Linked DNA regions of Mus musculus: region 2 is linked to region 1. A link is a contact called in public promoter capture Hi-C data. All regions are on one chromosome and are shown on one strand. Each heading gives the region's core, a stretch centred on a gene start, on an enhancer-like site or on the middle of the called end of the contact. The rest is flanking DNA. Distances are from core to core; before and after follow the strand shown.

Evidence for each region. Capture Hi-C pulls out chosen DNA fragments and counts their contacts.
Region 2: a contact with region 1 is called in a promoter capture Hi-C map of liver. The contact joins the promoter of Abcf1 here to the promoter of 2410017I17Rik in region 1. A contact is called at or near these places in 6 of 39 promoter capture datasets (the 3T3-L1 cell line, hematopoietic stem and progenitor cells, hippocampal neurons and 2 more), 1 of 115 datasets of contacts at active chromatin or transcription factors (microglia) and 3 of 9 other capture datasets (adipose tissue, liver and pancreatic islet).

The regions. Positions count from the first base shown.
Region 1 is chr17:36,143,586-36,147,971 of GRCm38.p6, reverse strand. It overlaps 2410017I17Rik (RIKEN cDNA 2410017I17 gene), which reads right to left and starts at 2,954. Exons shown (of 4, transcript NR_033517.1): 1 at 2,770-2,954. It overlaps Gm10499 (predicted gene 10499), which reads left to right and starts at 2,023. Exons shown (of 8, transcript NM_001370818.1): 1 at 2,023-2,112; 2 at 2,315-2,584; 3 at 2,785-3,060. The coding sequence starts at 2,049. It also overlaps a transcript of Gm8909 not described here.
Region 2 is chr17:35,967,448-35,971,452 of GRCm38.p6, reverse strand. Abcf1 (ATP-binding cassette, sub-family F (GCN20), member 1) reads left to right here and starts at 1,703. Exons shown (of 23, transcript NM_013854.1): 1 at 1,703-1,807. The coding sequence starts at 1,735. It overlaps Gm32655 (a long non-coding RNA gene), which reads right to left and starts at 1,668. Exons shown (of 2, transcript XR_385568.4): 1 at 1,448-1,668.

The DNA.
Region 1 (4,386 bases), core at 1,705-4,204:
CATCCCTAATGAAAACTGATGCCCTCTTCTGGAGTGTCTGAAGACAGCTACAGTGTACTTAAATATAATAAATAAATAAATCTTTTTTTTAAAGTGATTTACAGTGTATATAAAAATGAAAAATGTTTTAGATTTCTTCCCTCTCTATGCTATTGTTATATTAAGATCTAAAGAGTTCAGAGTTTTAACATTAATCACTGGCATTCTTATGAGTTATTGATCTAGCTATGATAATCAGTGATCACAAGCTCAAGATTATGAATTTCCTATGGTTGTCTCTAAGTATAGACTTAAAAGGGCTTCTCATTGAGCTATCCAATCTGTGTATGCCCTATTCATGCTTTTACCTCAAACCCCTTTTTCAGGGTCCCCAAGCTTTTACTATGACTCAAAGGCAGGAATCTGCTGCCTTTTCTACAATGACAAGTTCAGTACACATTACACAGTGGTATGTTTACATGTCTAAAATTTATCTCATTTTGTAAACTTAAAAAATTCTTTTAAGGTTCAAAGAAACTACTTGAATCCACCTCTCATGATCAAAAGGACTCCAGATAAGAACTGTCAATCAACAGCGTGTTTCATCTCCTGCCTATTCAGCTTAGTCCTAAGGGTGGGGTTATCTTCTCCTTTTCTGTGGTCTTGGGATGCCCCACCCCCAACTAATAGGTCTAAAAGTTTAGAATGTTCAGCTAAGGAAAACAATTTATTCTAACCCCCTAAACATTATCCTCTGAACCTTATATATACAGATATGCTTCAGTAAAATGCTAGCTCCAGGTGTTTCCTCAAACTCTGCATGCCAGACAGCTTCAAAGCACCTGCCCCAAATGCCCCAAGAATGCATCTGCATGCCCCAGCTGCAGATGGCCCTGCAGAGCCTGGACAGTGAGGGAACAGCATGCTTTTTTTGAACCTAGACAGCATCCAGCTTTCTTGGGTCCCCAAAGATGTTCACACCCCGCCTTTTATATCTATCTGTCTGTCTGTTTATCTATAAACTACCTACCTAACTAACTACATACATACCTACCTACCTATCCTCAGTCTCCCCAAAATCTGATTACCCTGCTCTGAGGTAAGAAAAGGTCCCTCTTTTCCTCCCCATCTCCTCCCATGCCCTGACTTTATCAGTCCCTCCGGAGGTTATATCAATCTTGTCAAGCACAGGCAGGAAGAGACAGGTCCTCAGGACTGAGGGGCAGGAATGGAGTTGGAACCCACTGTGCTCCCATTCCTTGCATTCCAATTGTTTTTCCAGGGGGCCTCTGTCCACAGGGCAGGTCCCTGGCTCAGCTCAGGGGGAGGAACTCACACATCCTCCTCCCTCATCTCTCACTGAGTGACCCTGCACCAGGGTGCTGTGCTGTTTGCATTTGTTAACTCCACACAAACTGAGACATATATAAGAAGAGGATCCTGAATTGAGAAATTGCTTCCATCCAGGACGCTTTTGGGAAAGTCTATAAGGCATTTTTAAATTATTATGAATGATCAGTATGGAAAGGCTCAGCCCACTGGAGTTGGTCTTGGGTGGTGATCACGAATTGTATAAGACAGAAGACTGAGCAAGCCATAAACTACAAAGCTATTAGCACTGATCCTCATGGTCTCTGCTTCAGTTCCTACTTAGAATCCTCTCTCAAGGTCCTGCCATGAATCTCTTCAATGATAGACTGAGATGTGGAAGTGTAAACTGAAAGAAACCCTTTCTTCCTCAAGTTGCTTTTGGTCATGGGGTCTTATCACAGCAATGGAAACCCTCACTAAGACACAGGTGCACAAGGGCCTCACTCTGCTCCCTGCAGACACCACCCTCTCCTGCAGCTCAGCTCCTGCCCCTCCCTTGCCCTGGAGCAGCACCACTTTATAGCTCCTGGGGATCTGATGCCCTCTCTGGACCCGGAGGTAGCAGGAATTATCTGGCAGGTCTCATCTCCATTGGGTGGCAGGATCCTGGGGAAGGAACCAACAGCTCCTCCGCGGGCGCTGGTTATAAAGTCCAAGCAGCCCGAGGGCCTCAAATGCCCTGTATCCCAGATGGGACAATGGCGCAGCGAATGCTGCTCCTGCTGCTGGCGGCCGCCCTGACCCTGATCGAGACCCGCGCGGGTGAGTGCGGGGTCGGGAGGGAAACGGCCTCTGCGTGGAGGGGCGGGGACGGCACTGTGGAATCCGCGTCCCCCCGTCGCTCACAAGACCCTCCGCCCTTCTACACCCGCATCCGGAGCCCGGCGCCCTGCTCCCCTCCCGGCCCGCGCAGTGGGCCGGAGTCCCGTGAGGAGGTCCGGGTCTCACCGCGCGCCGCCCCCAGGCTCACACTCGATGCGGTATTTCGAGACCGCCTTGTCCCGCCCTGGCCTCCGGGAACCCCGATTCATCTCTGTCGGCTACGTGGACGACACGCAGTTCGTGCGCTTCGACGGCGACGCGGAGAATCCGAGGTATGAGCCGCGGGCTCCATGGATGGAGCACGAGGGGCGGGAGTATTGGGAGCGGGAGACACAGATCGCCAAGCGCAATGAGCAGAGTTTCCGAGGGAGCCTGAGGACCGCGCAGCGCTACTACAACCAGAGTGAAGGCGGTGAGTGACCCTGGGTGGGAGGTCACGAGCTCGAAATGTCCCTAGACAGGGGCCGGAGATCTCCAATCCCAAGTCTAGGTTCGGGAGCAGAACCGACCCAGGACCGGTTTCCCTTTCACTTTGGAGGAGTCCGCTGGTGGACTAGGCCAGGGCGAGCGGGGGCGGTGCGGGTGAGCGGCGCTGACCTTGGGATCCCGCAGGCCTTCACACGTTCCAGCTGTTGTTCGGCTGTGACGTGGGGTCGGACGGGCGCCTCCTCCGCGGATACCTACAGTTCGCTTATGATGGCCGAGATTACATCGCCCTGAACGAAGACTTGAACACGTGGACGGCGGCGGACCTGGCAGCGCTGATCACCCGACGCAAGTGGGAGCAGGCTGGTGCTGCAGAGCATTACAAGGCCTACCTAGAGGGCGAGTGCGTGGAGTCGCTCCGCAGATACCTGCAGCTCGGGAAGGAGACGCTGCTGCGCACAGGTGCAGGGGCCGCGGGCAGCTCCTCCCTCTGCCCTCGGGCTGGGGCTCAGTCCTGGGGAAGAAGAAACCCTCAGCTGGGGTGATGCCCCTGTCCCAGAAGGGAGAGTGTGTCCCTGGGTCTCTTGATCCCTTGTCACAGTGACTGCACTGACTCTTCCAGGGCTCAGCCTTCTCCCTGGACAGTGCCCAGGCTGTCTCAGGAGGGAAGGAGAGAATTTCCCTGAGGTGACAACAGCTGCTCCCTTCAGTTCCCCTATAGCCTCTGTCAGCCATGGCCTCTCCTAGTCTGGATTCTCTGCCCACACCCACTGTCTGTGGACATGGACTCCTGTCCTGCTGAGTGTGTCAGCCCTTACACCTCAGGACCTGAAGTCGCCTTTACCTGATGGGAGACATGGACTCCCCAACACTAGGCTGGTTGCCCCAGTTTCTAGAATTTTCAAAGAATACATTCTCCCAGATCCCTCCCTGTCTGTAACACAATTCTTTCTATTCCTACAGTGGTGAATGGTCACATGAGCCCTTATGGGCTACCCTGGAGGAATATAAATACTGGAATTTCTTTTTCTTTTTTCTCTTTTCTTTTTCTTCTTTCTTTTTTCTTTCTTTCTTTATTTTTTTTTTTTGAAGGCGTTATTTTGTTTCTAGTCAGTTTTTGTCTGCACTGGAGTGATCCTGTTTCTCCCTGCCCTCCTATTATCATTTGTATCAGTCTACATTGCTAACCTGGATAATTACACAAGATAAGTCAGGGTTCTCATTAAAAGATCGATTATTGTGAGATTACACTGTTTCCTGTCAGACCTAAACATGCAGAAGCCTCCTGCTGTCTCTCTGCCCCCACAAATTACAGTGCTCCCCCTAGTGAATCAGGAATTGGACTTTCTGAGTGACAGGGTCTTCTGAAATCCAGGGCTATAGTGAGCCCTCCCTGTGGGCCCAGTGTGTTCCAGTGAGTGCTGCACTGGGGTCCACAGCTCACTCCAGGGGTCCTGTGTAACATACCTGTACCTTGTCCCCCAGAGTCAGGGGCAGGGAGTCATTTTCTCTGGCTGCACACTTTGTGATGGCTGTTCACTTGAACTGACAGTTAATGTTGGTCTGCAAGATGACCACAGTGGAAGACTCAGTGGTGGCATCCTACCAAGAGCATATGGCCCTAATATCTGATCTTGAAATGAACTCAAACACATATTAAATTACTTTTTTGCCATTCCCTCTTCCATTCTTTGACTACCTCATTTATGCTATTGAACATCACATAAGGATGACCATGTTGATGGATTCTCTCTTGGCTTCTGAGTCCCAAAAGAAAATGTGCAGTTC
Region 2 (4,005 bases), core at 454-2,953, 180 kb after region 1:
GTGCACATAAGCCAGCAAACCTTTAGAAGTAATTTTTTTAAAAAAGACTTTCAAAGATTAAGCTCCCATGTATATCGAAGTTAGAACCCCAGGGGCAGAGGCACCAGCATAAGATGGAGGAAGAGCAGTCCACTGGAGAAAAAGTCTGTGGAGAAATGGAGGGAAAGTGACCACCTATGTCAGATGTGTTAGGACATGGCTTCTGATCTGGTTATCCTGGAAAATGAATTGGGACAGAAGCATCATGAGAGCTGGGAATGTAGTTCAGTGGGTAGGACATTTGCCTAGTATGTGTGACACTGCCTTAGGTTCCATTCTTGGACCATATAAATAAACCAGGCACATTAACACAGGTGTGTAATCTCAGAGCTCAGGAGGGAGACAAGAAAATGGGAAATTGAGTATCATTGGCTACTTAGAGGACTTGAGGCAAGACTGGACTACATAAGGAAAAGAAGAGCATGACTGAAGACAGGAGCTGCCCCAGGTGTGGAAACCCTCATCCAAACCCCCATGCCTGTCAGTCATTAGCGTTAAAGCCAGCCATCTCTTGATTGTGGTTTGAAAGGTATATGCTTCCTGGGAGGCAGAGGCAGGTAGATCTCTGAATTCATGGCCAGCCTGGTCTACACAATGATTTCCAAGACAGCCAGGGCTACCCAGAGAAACCCTGTCTCAAAAAAAAGGGGGGGGGGGCTTGTTTGTCAAAACTTACAACTGCTCATTGCTTGCCATTTTATGTGCAATTACAGTAGGTCAATTAGGACAAAATTATCACACACACACAAAACTCCAGGTTCCATTGCATAATAGTTATTGGGGTGGAGTTCCTTGGTTATATCTGTACACCTGGATATTTATTGACATGTCAACCAAGGGCGAGTAAGGTTACACTTTCCTAAGCCGACTGGCTGTGGTGTCTTTAAATACAGTTTACAGTACGTAGGATTAGAAAAAAATAGGATTAGAAGTAGTGAAGAATGACTGAAGAGGTGTACTGTTTTAAATAAAGTGGCCAGTCAGGCATAATAGTACAGACTTGTAATCCTGGCTCTCCCAGAGGCAGAAAAGCAGGCGGAATTCTAGGAGTTCCAGGCCAACCAAGACTACATTGTGAGTTTCAGAGCAGCCTAAGACTACACAGTGAGTCCCTGGTTAAACAACAAAAAGGATTCAGAACAGGGTGTGTCGACAAACCTCAGCACTCCTACCAGGCAGTGGTGGCGCACACCTTATTAATCCCAGCACTTAGGAGGCAGGGGCAGGCGGATTTCTGAGTTAGAGGCCAGCCAGTGTTACACAGAGAACCTTGTCTGCAAAACAAAACAAAACTCAGCACTCCGGAGCCAAAGGCAAACGCCTCTCTGGGTTGGAGGTCAACCTCAGCTACACAGCGAGTTCCAGACACCAGCTAGGATGACACAATCAGATGTCTACTTCTGCCTACCTGGAAATTACCATGTCCTTCTTTGAGTGTCACCGCGTCGCAGCATCAGCTGCTTAGGCGTTGGGACGGTCATGACGCGCTGCCCACTCCAGTCAAGTAGGTGACGTCTCTGGCCACACCCCCAAAGCCGCAATGCCGCCACGCCCCTTTGCCCCACGTGTCTGCGCAGCAGACCCTCCGCGGGTCGGGGCGGAGCCTACATGGAGAGCCCGCCCACTGGCCGGCCCACATCGCCGGAAGCGGAAACGGCGCCGGGCGCCGCTGGAGGACTCTTAACTGCCGCCGCGATGCCGAAGGGTCCCAAGCAACAGCCGCCCGAGCCCGAGTGGATCGGGGACGGCGAGGGCACGAGCCCCGCGGGTGAGTGGGGAAGGAGGCAGGAGTGGCGGGGACGGCGGCGGCCTCCATGGAGCGTGGGTCCTGCGCATGTGCGCCGGGGCAGAGGCCGCGTGCCCCGGGCCGTCCTAGAGCCCAGAGAGGCGGACGGGAGACGGGAAGACCATATGTCACCGAGGGAGGGACGGCAGGACAGGAACTAGAATTGTTGACTTCTTTCCTACCGCGGTGAGGGAGCGTGCCTTGAATCGTGTGGTGCGCTCCCAACTGCACTTGCCTCCCTCCCAGAGAACAACAGCTCCTTCGTGGACTCCAAAGGCTCGGTCCCGCTGGACTGCACTAGGTGCTGTCTTTATGTCAAGGGCTAGGATCAAGGTTTACTTTAATACTCATGCGATGTGCTTTGTGCGTGGTATAAAGGTCTCTTTTTTTTAAGACGTTCTCTCAGCCAAGCCTTGGGGGAACACGCCTTTGATCCCAGCATCAGGAAGCCGAGGAAGGCGGATCTAAGTGAGTTCGAGGCCAGCCTGGTCTACAAGGCGAGTTCCCTGACAGCGAGGCCTACACAGAGAAGCCCTGCCTCGAAGAAAACAAGATCACTCTACATAGCCCTAGCTGTCCCAGAACTCACTCAGTAGACCATGCTACCCTCCAAGGCACAGAAATCTGCTTGCTTCTGCTTCCCAGGTGCTGGGATTAAAGGTGTGTGCCAGGATAGATTTAGGAACACTAGGCTCTGGCAGTGACTTTTGTAAGAAGTGTCAAAGAAATAGTAAGGAAGTGAAGACTGAAGAGTTGCTGTCAATCAAGTGCCTGGTGCAGAACTAAAGACTGGGCAGATAAAAGGGTACAGAAGGATGTCACTCTATTAATCAAAGTGCAGTTTAAGGAGTGGGTAGTGAGCTGGGCAGTGGTGGTGCACGCACGCCTTTAATCCAAGCACTTGGAAGGCAGAGGCAGGCAGATTTCTGAGTTCCAGGACAGCCAGGGCTACACAGAGACACCCTATCTCGAAAAAGAAAACAAAACAAAATAAGAGAGTGGGTAGTGGACCATTAGTAGGTAGTAGTGCTTGAGAAATACCTTTAATTAAAAGGTGTTTTGTTCTTTGAGGTGGGATTTCACTATGCAGCCTGACTAGTCTGGGACTCACTATGTAGATCAGGCTGGCCTGGAACTCATAAAGATCCATGTGAGTCTGCCAATTGAATGTTGGTGTTACAGATGTGCACCAACATTCCTAGCTGGAAAGAAAACAAACAAACAAAAAATTAGTATTTTATGTGTATGGGTGCTTTGCCTTTGTACTGCACACATTCAGTGCCTTTGAAAGTCAGAAGAGGGCGTTGGGTATCCTGGACCTGGAGTTTCAGGGAGGCTTGTTAGCTAGGCTTAGAACCCAGGTCCTCTGGAAGAGCAGCCAGTGCTCTTTTTTTTTTTTCTTCTTCTTTTTTAAAGATTTATTTATTATTATATGTAAGTACACTGTAGTTGTCTTCAGACACACCAGAAGAGGGAGTCAGATCTTGTTAGGGATGGTTGTGAGCCACCATGTGGTTGCTGGGATTTGAACTTGACCTTCAGAAGAGCAGTCGGGTGCTCTTACCCACTGAGCCATCTCACCAGCCCCCAGCCAGTGCTCTTAACTACTGAGCCATCTCTCCAACCCTGAAAATAAAAAAAAAAAGAGAGAGAGAGAGAGAGTAGTGTTGGACTGTAAGGTGGAAAACATGCAAAAATTATTTTTTTTATGTGTATGAATGTATTGCCTGCATGTATATAACTGTACCATGTGTGTGCCTTGTCGGTAGAGGGCATCTGACCCCCTGACAATGGAGTCACAAGTGGTTGTAAGCTGTCATGTGAGTGCTTGGAATCAAGCCCGGGCCCTTTGAGAGAGCAGCAAGTGATGCTCTAAAGTGATGAGCCATCTCTCCAGCCCCTGTGCTTTCTTGAGGGAGGAGCATGCCTTGGAGCAGGTGTGGATGGGAAGTCAGTAGACAACTTTGTAGCCAGTTCTCTTTCCAGCCCAGTGTGTCTTGAAGGCTGAGTTGGAGGTGTGACAAGGACACATTGTTAACTGTCTCTGGTGAGAGAAGAGACTTGACATAAAGATGTAGATAAGTGTGGTTGGAGATACAAAGTTCTAGAGAGTGCTGACTGAGTTGTTTGTTTGCTCCTTTGTTTGTTAAGTTATATGCAGACCAGATTGCTGGACCTCC